Regions from separate parts of the Pan troglodytes genome. Here all the other regions are linked to region 1. A link is a contact called in public HiChIP or PLAC-seq data. All regions are on one chromosome and are shown on one strand. The core of a region is the stretch at or near the end of the contact, and the rest is flanking DNA. Distances in the headings are between cores, read along the strand shown. Region 1 holds the start of STON2 (stonin 2). Region 2 overlaps STON2 (stonin 2). Region 3 holds the start of GTF2A1 (general transcription factor IIA subunit 1).

Evidence for each region. HiChIP or PLAC-seq counts read pairs in DNA pulled down with a chosen protein or histone mark.
Region 2: an H3K4me3 HiChIP or PLAC-seq map of stem cell-derived excitatory neurons shows a contact between it and region 1, with 13 times the contacts expected there. The contact joins the enhancer-like site here to the promoter of STON2 in region 1. A contact is called at or near these places in 5 of 7 Hi-C or Micro-C datasets (blood, induced pluripotent stem cells, a lymphoblastoid cell line and 1 more), 1 of 1 datasets of contacts at active chromatin or transcription factors (stem cell-derived excitatory neurons) and 1 of 1 other capture datasets (stem cell-derived neural stem cells).
Region 3: a contact with region 1 is called in an H3K4me3 HiChIP or PLAC-seq map of stem cell-derived excitatory neurons, with 5 times the contacts expected there. The contact joins the promoter of GTF2A1 here to the promoter of STON2 in region 1. A contact is called at or near these places in 1 of 7 Hi-C or Micro-C datasets (stem cell-derived neural progenitor cells) and 1 of 1 datasets of contacts at active chromatin or transcription factors (stem cell-derived excitatory neurons).

What each region holds. Positions count from the first base shown.
Region 1 is chr15:79,412,731-79,415,430 of NHGRI_mPanTro3-v2.0_pri, reverse strand. It overlaps STON2 (stonin 2), which reads left to right and starts at 1,408. Exons shown (of 8, transcript XM_054666199.2): 1 at 1,408-1,597.
Region 2 is chr15:79,252,328-79,255,072 of NHGRI_mPanTro3-v2.0_pri, reverse strand. STON2 (stonin 2) reads left to right here. Exons shown (of 8, transcript XM_054666199.2): 6 at 1-1,004. Among named protein-coding and RNA genes, the nearest start is that of GTF2A1, 56 kb to the right of the region's middle. Within about 2 kb of position 1,397, at least 5 of the 24 cell types and tissues checked have an H3K27ac peak or open chromatin away from gene starts, as enhancers often do. A contact at or near this core is called in stem cell-derived excitatory neurons and stem cell-derived neural stem cells, where this site is marked.
Region 3 is chr15:79,196,655-79,199,432 of NHGRI_mPanTro3-v2.0_pri, reverse strand. GTF2A1 (general transcription factor IIA subunit 1) reads left to right here and starts at 1,300. Exons shown (of 9, transcript XM_024348825.3): 1 at 1,300-1,542.

The sequences.
Region 1 (2,700 bases), core at 159-2,658:
AGATCGTGCCACTGCACTCCAGCCTGGGCGACAGAGCGAGACTCCGGCTAAAAAAAAAAAAAAAAAAAAATTGAAGTGAATCAAGTGTTTGTCCATTGATATAAACTGGAGAAAACAGAGGTAATTTCCTCTTGGGGTCTTGGGCTCCTCAAAGTAAATGACTGTAAGCTCACCCTAAGGTAAGGGTCAAGACTGTTCAGAGTGGGTGAAACTGTTAAAGCCTTGAGTCTTTACTTCTCTCCTAAGCCAAATTTCTCACTCAAGGCGTTCTGTCAACATAGGAGAATAAACAAGGGGGAAATGTCTATAGAAAAATGTCTACATACTTGCTTTCAAGGTAGTGCCACCAAGCCAAAGGTCCTACAATGTAAGTTGTGTTACTTACTTCTACTCATTTCCTATCTGGGTGTTTAGAGAGGGTGTTTTATGAGTAGCAGAACAAAGGTCTGGTGGCACCCAGATTTATGGTTTGTTTTTATTCCTTAGAAAGATTCAGGGCAGGTGGGAGAAGAGACGGAGGACAGAACAATTTCAATTCCCTGTACGCCCTCGCTTCTAACCAGTGCCTCTCCTCCACAGTGTGGAGTGACTGCTGGTGTGTCTTTCAATGAAAATCTCTCCAGACTAAAAACTGGTGTCACTTGTCCACATGTTCACGGGGCATATGGATGTTCTTATGACAGCCTCTTTCTGTATTTCTGAATTAATAAATGTAAAGCGTTTGGAATAGTGCCTAGTAAATAATATGCACCATAAAAACGTTAGGGTCATTATCATTATCCAGCCTCATCTCTCTAGCTAGGTATGAACTTCCCTGTAATCGAAGATCTCACCATTTTTATCTTTTTTCCCCCTAAACACCTAGCACGGTGTTTTTAATAATTTGTTGGCGTGATTAAGACCTTAAACAAGTTGCTCTCCCTTTGAGAGCTCAGGTAGGACCACTGAGAGGTTGTGTGTAGAGTCCGATATGAGTCCACAGAACTATTTGGCGCCCGCTGTTTACAAGCCACTGTCCTGAGCCTACGCCCTTTGTAGAGTCAAAAGTATCAATAAATGAACGTACAGGAGTGAGGCTGGTTGAGCAATGATTCCCGCTCCTAGGAGGTCTCAACTACCAGCCCGCAGGCGGAGCGGGTGGGACTCCCACGCGCTCCCCATTCCACGCCATTTCCATGTCGCTCGATCGATGCTTTCCGTGTTGCCTCGTGCCTGGACGGCCGGCCCCACTAGGCGCAGAGGGGAAGGATCCCAGGTTCGGGGTCTGGTTGGGGCCCCGGGAGCCGCGGGAAAGGGAGTCTGCGGCGCGGGACGCTTGGCCAGCAGATCCCGGCGGCGCCCGGCCAGTCCCCCCGCCCCGGCTCCCCGGCTGCCCAATCATGGCGCGGCTCGGGAGCGCGCCGCGGCCAATCAGGAGCGGCGGGAGCGGCGCCGGGCGCAGAGCGAGCCCGAGAGTCTGGAGCCGGCGTCCGCGCTGCGGCCGGGAGGGAGCGTGGCGAGAGCAGCGCGGCCGGGTGGGTATCCCGCGGCCAGAGAAGCCGGTTTTGCCGCGGCGACCTTTCGGCGGACGCCGGGGACCCTGCGGACCGCGGCGCAGGTAACTGCACCCACGCCCCGCAGCAGGAGGCGAGCGCGCCCCCCAAGAGGGGCCCCGCAGGTGGAGCGGGCGGGGGGCGGGGGGCGGGGGGCGGGCCGGCCGCGAGGTCCTAGCGCCGCGGTGCCCCCTGGCGCCCCCGAGCCTGCCTGGTCGAGCCACGCGGAGGCGCGGCGTTTCCACCAGCCGCGGGCGTCCCGGGGTGGGAGAGGACGAGGGGACTCTGCTTAAGGCAGGTGGGGGTGGAGGAGGAATCATGCGACCCCTGGCCCCATACACAGACACTTCTGGCCGACGGGTGTCTTCGAGATTGGGACGCCCAGGATGTCTTCATCGGCCCGAGTGGGGAGGCGACAACAGGTGTCCCTGGGGACGGTGCTTCCCCTACACTCCCCTCGCCTGAAACCCCGGGTTGGCGCCGCGCCCCGTCTTCGGGGTGTCGGGAGGCAGGACCCCAGCTTGGCCTCAGGCGCTCTGCCCGCTGGACAGCGCCCAGAGGCGGCCTGGACGTGGGGCTTGGATGGAGTTTTCTCTGCGCGTTGCCAAGCAATTTGCCTGACACCCGCCTCTCGCTGGGATGAAGAGTTGAAGATGAGAGTGCGTGTGTGCGCGCGCGTGTGCGTGTGTGTGCATTCGTGCGTGTGTGTGCGCGTCCGTGTGTTCTGGTGCAACCCCTACTGGAAGGAGCTGCCTGAGGGCTGTGAGTGAATCATTAACTGTGCTTTTGTGCAGCTCCTGGCCTCTGCCTGCCTCCCCGCCTCTCCCGACGCTCCCCGTTTCCCCCTTGGGCAGGTCCTTCTTACTCTCTGTGCCTCCCTCTCCTGATCTGTAAGGTGGCGATAATGATTGCACCGGTCTGATAGCGTTGTTTTGAGGATTATATGAGCCAATGCCTGAAAAACACCCAGCACAGCGTTAAGCACTCAATAAATACCGGCTCTTATTATTTATTATACGGAGTGGATGGGCTTTTAAAGAGTAAATCAGACGTGTCCAAACTGGCCTAGCAACCATTTGCAGCTCTGAACAGCTTTCTACACTTGAAAGGAAAAAAATGCTATTATTAATGAGACTGATGGTATCTTTAAAGGTAGCATGTCCTTTTG
Region 2 (2,745 bases), core at 148-2,647, 160 kb after region 1:
ACCATTCCGTGAGTTCAAGCTGGAGATCTGTCATGAGATTTCAGAACCCCGGCTTCAAAACTATGATGAGAATGGCAGAATCCACAGCTTGCGGATAGACCGTGTCACCTATAAAGAGAAGAAGAAATACCAGCCCAAACCTGCTGTGGCCCACACAGCAGAGAGGGAACAGGTGATTAAGCTGGGCACCACCAATTACGATGACTTCCTGAGTTTCATCCATGCAGTTCAGGACCGTCTCATGGATCTGCCAGTGTTGTCAATGGACTTGAGCACAGTTGGCCTCAACTACCTTGAAGAGGAGATTACAGTGGATGTCAGAGATGAATTCTCTGGCATTATGAGCAAAGGAGACAACCAGATTCTCCAGCACCATGTCTTGACACGGATCCACATCCTGAGTTTCCTGTCTGGGCTCGCAGAGTGCCGCCTGGGCCTCAATGACATCCTCGTCAAAGGGAATGAAATAGTTTTGAGGCAGGACATCATGCCCACCACCACCACAAAGTGGATCAAGCTCCATGAGTGCCGTTTCCATGGGTGTGTGGATGAGGATGTTTTCCACAACTCACGGGTCATTCTGTTCAACCCTTTGGATGCGTGCCGGTTTGAGCTAATGCGGTTCAGGACAGTGTTTGCTGAGAAGACCTTGCCTTTCACACTCAGGACGGCCGCAAGTGTCAATGGGGCAGAGGTGGAGGTGCAGAGCTGGCTGAGGATGTCAACTGGCTTCTCCGCCAATCGTGACCCCCTCACTCAGGTTCCCTGTGAGAATGTGATGATCCGTTACCCTGTGCCCAGTGAGTGGGTGAAAAACTTCCGCAGGGAAAGTGTCCTGGGGGAAAAGTCTTTGAAAGCCAAAGTGAACCGGGGGGCAAGTTTTGGCTCCACTAGTGTTTCTGGCTCTGAGCCTGTCATGAGAGTAACTCTGGGAACTGCCAAGTACGAGCATGCCTTCAGCTCCATTGTGTGGAGGATAAACCGACTGCCCGACAAAAACTCAGGTGGGTGGTGGTTCTTCTTCTGTGAAAACAAACATACAGTTGTGAAAAAGCTGAGATCAAAGTTCCACATCCTGTATGAAGTGCTTGTTTTTGCTGTGTGATGGGAGTGGTGATGGAGGGGGAGTGGGACCAGAAAAGTAAAAATAATTGAGCAAGGTAAGTAATGCGTATAGTGACCCAGTTCACTCTGTCTTTTCACCCTCTCATTATCACACATCTTCCGTAAAACTAGGGATTATTCTTCTCAGCTGAGCTGCTAAGCAGCTTTTCAGGGCAGCTTCTGAATTTATATTCTTTGGGGACTCATTAACGTATTAGCTGTGGTGCTGGAAGTGATTCATTTCTAGATGGCTTCTGAAGAGACATCTTTCTCACACTGCCCTCGATGTAGGTAAAAGGGCCAGTTTATGGCCAATCATGGACAATACACTGAGAGGTTAATTTTATGACTCCAGCTACCCTGTGCAGGGTCTGTTAGTCATAATATCTCACATTCAGACTTTGGCTCTGGGACTGGGGGATGGGAAAGAAAAGTGGCCTTCAATCAGACTGAAGATCCAGCTAGGACATGAATTTCTAAAAGGGCCAGAAGTCTAGCAGACAAAATATAAAGAAAATAATGTTTTATTTAGACAAACAAAAAAATGCTTACCAGCCCTAGCTGGGCTGCTCGCAGCTATCAGGGATGCTTTTGTGCTTGAGTGAGTCCAGAAGGCAATTACTTCCCCTGTGGGTCCCGTGAGATTTAGTGAAATGACAAAATGAGGGAGCAGTCAAACCAGCACTAATACACATATTTCTTAGAGTATGTCTGGGTGACCCCAATGGTAGGCAGCAAGCCCATGATCTTGTAAGCCTTTAAACCCCTTCTTTTCTTGTTTAGAATACATTTTGCCCATCTGTTAACAAAAGTGGATACGCTAGCTGAGCAAAAAGGATGAGGTTTGGAAAAACTCTTGATTGAAATGGCTTTCTCTTATGTGGCTATCCTTTCTTAGATTCTCACTATAAATCGTAGCAGTGTGTTAAGAGTCTTCCTCTCCCGCTCTGAGTGTGGAGTGTCTGTATTATTATATCCTAAGTGTAATGCAATGTGACGGCAGACGGCAATATAATCGGGCCAGCTCCCCAGGCAATCCAGGGAGTGGACACACACCAGGGCATTCTGTATCAGACACTGGGTGTAGCTGTGCAAACTGAAGAGACAATTGGACCTCTGTGTTTGAGGCTGGATTTGCTACTCCCTACTTCTAAACTGACAGAATTTTTAAAACCAAGTGTTCCTCTCTGTGCCTGCTTATTCATTTCCCCTGAAATCAGCACTGTCTTCTGCTGGTGGTAGCACTGTAACTTCTGCCTTATCCACGGGGCCCCTCTGAATTGACAGAGGAAGAGAGAAAACCCTGAACTCTCCTTTGACACGGAAGCCCTTGGAAAGAGACAACCATGGAATTACCGGATTTTCAAGCTGGAAGGGACCTTGAATAACTTAGTCAAGTTATTTATAGATGAGAAAATTAAGGTCGGGAAGGTGATGTGACGTATCTAGAGAGTCATGCAGTCACATCCAGGGTCCTTTTCTTAATATATCACTGGTGCCTCCTGGTAGATGAAGCCAAATAGACACAAATATTGAAATAATTTCCACCAGAAGAACAGATATTTGCAGTTTTTCCAGTATGTACAAACGTATCTATTTGTTTCAAAGTGATTTCTCCCAAACATTTAAAAGTACTGCATG
Region 3 (2,778 bases), core at 51-2,550, 220 kb after region 1:
CTTTAACTGATGGCGAAACTACTCAACCATTTAGTCAAGAATACCAATAGTAGGGAGGAAAACTAGGTGGAAGGTGAGGGATTCCATGTGCAAAGCGTTTGGGAGTATGTAATAGGGAGGTAACAAGAAGTCCTCTCAATATGTAGTAAAACTTAACAGGAATGGTATTGTTTAGTGTAAATTTTCGGGCTGTCACCTGAATATTAAATGAATTACAAATGTTGATAGAATCATAACTTTATATAATATACCAAGAACACTGATTTCCTGTGATTTTTTTCTTTAAGTGTCCCAGACCATGCAGCTGTGCAGGAAACTGGGAAGCAACTGTTAACAGGGGAATGGACTTGGCGTGAAAAGAAATGTCAAGGTTCATAGATATCCTCTACACCCATTCACAATCTCCCATTTTCTGAGTATTCAAGGCCTCTGGTTTCTCTAATCCCTTTCTTCAAGTCTTGGCAGGATGCATTTTTTTTCCTCTTTGGTAAGACGCCTTTGATATTCTTCAAATCTGGTTTCACCAGCACAGAACTTTGACATTTCGTTTTGCTTTGTCTCTGGAAGACAAACTCCCTCACTCATCCACGCGACATTTCAAGTCCCTCAAAATTCCCAGGGACAAGAAAATTAGGTACTATGAATTCTGCCTTCCAAACAGCATTCTCTGTTCTGCTTGCAAGGTCGATATAAAGGCAGGATTTGCTTGGGCAGAACAAGTCAAAAGCTTATTGAATTGCACTTATTGAATTGAACATGGAACACAGCCGGCTTGCTCTCTTATAGCGAGAGGCCATGCGAGTTGGTGGGTCAAGGGCATGCATTTCAAAGTGATCAGTCACTATACGTTGGCCACATGGAGTCGCAGTATTTTGGCAATATTTTTTAAAACCAGGGAAAGTTACTGTGCTGTTACAATCCAAAGGCTGGTGGGGTTTTCTTCCGGCCCGCATTTCCACTAGCGTGATAAATTATTTAAAGTACGTGGCCTAGTAGAGGACTAACCTCTGGGTAACATAAGCCTAGTCTTCGCAGCGTACCCAGTGTGGAAACAAACCAATCAGAGGTTACTAATTCTGGAATGTTAAAAGTAGGCCCCGATCGGCTTTTACTCCCTTTGGGAAATCCTACACAATTCTGCGCGCGAAAGACCCACCCTCGGTGAGGCGGTGAGGCGGTGAGGCGCGAACGCCGCGAAGCTCACAGTCAAAGCCTCGCTGACAAATCAAGAGATGACTCCGCATTTAAAACCTTCCCGAATAGGAACGCGCCAGAGGCCGGAAGCCACGCCACGTGACCAGTCCTCCTCCGCGGCCATTCCTAGCGAGGCAGTAGGCACCGCCTCTGTCACATTTCCTAGCTCCTAAAGCGCGGGACCAGGCGGAAACGTGCGACAGGAGGCGGTCCCACCTAACTTTGGACTGGAGTGTCAGTAGAACTCCCGTCTTTTCCAGCAACGCTTTGCAAGTTCTTCACCGCAAAGAACTGCCGCAGACTTCCGCCTGGGTGCCAACCACGTGATCACGCGAGCGTTGGAGAGGCGTAGGTCCGATTTCACTACTTCACTCCCCGGGCTCCGCCAGTCCAGCACCCGCCACGGCGCGTGACAACGCGGCTCGCCGGCGGCCTCCGCCCCGGCGCGCCTGCGCACGCGGCTCTCGCGGTGTCTCGCGCTCAGCCCCGCCCACCTCTGCCCCCGCCCTTTCCGCCCTTCCCTCCCCCTTCACCCTGTCTCTCGGCGGCGGCGGCGGTGGCTCGCGCAGCTTGTTGGCTCGCTATATAAAGGAGAGAAGCGGGCGGACCGGACGGCTGGAGCTGCAGCCGGTGGCGGCAGCGGCGGCGCAGGGAGCGGCGGCCGGTGGTGGTTTCCCTCCTTGGCGCGGGGTGGGGAGCGGGCAACGCCCCCCGGACCCCTGAAGGGTCGTGGCTTTTTTTTTTTTTTTTAAGGCGATTCTCGAGGTTTTCAGCTGCGGGAGGAGTGCCCCCCTCCTCCTCCTCTCTCCGCTCTCCCCTACTCCTTCAGGATTGATTTTGTTTAAAATTTTTTCCCCAATCTTGCGGTGATTTGGGTCACCCTCCGGGTGTTACAGTTTTTTTTGTTTGTTTGTTTTGTTTTTATCTTGTTTTCTTGAGGTTGCCCCCTCTTGTTTGTGTTGTGTGTGGAAATGGCGAACTCGGCAAATACAAACACCGTGGTAAGGACGTGGTTCGGTGGCCGGCGGGGGCTTCGTTCAGGCTGCAGCAACGGCCGGACCGGGCGGGGGCGGGGACGGCGGCGACTCCCGGCCTCGACTCTTCAGCCGCCCGCGCGGCCGCCGCCGCCGCCGCTTCCCGCCTCGGGCGGATCGGGCCGGAGCGCCGGGCGGCGGGCGCGGGGGGGCGCCGAGGGCTCGCGGCGCGGGGAGGGCGGGGGCGCCGGCGGGGCCTGGGGCCGCCGCGGGCCGGGCCGGGCCGCGGAGGCGGTTGGGCCCGGTCGGACGCGCAGCCCCGGCCCCAGAACCCGGCCGCCGGGAGGGAGGGCGGGAGGGGAGCCGCCGCTTCCCCCCGAGGGGCCCGTCCGCGCTGGCTTGACGAGGGTTCCCCGAGTGGCTACAGAACAAAAACCGTGTCTGGGGAATCGGGCGAACCCCCGAGACCCATCGTGATCCACTTTAATGCAGTGGAAGATTAATGGTTACTTTGGGGGTTTCTTAGGTTGTTTCTGGCGTTTGTGCTTTGGGAACCTTCTCTGAGGCCATTTTATGTTTAAAAAAAGGACGAAGGTTGGTTGAAAAGCAC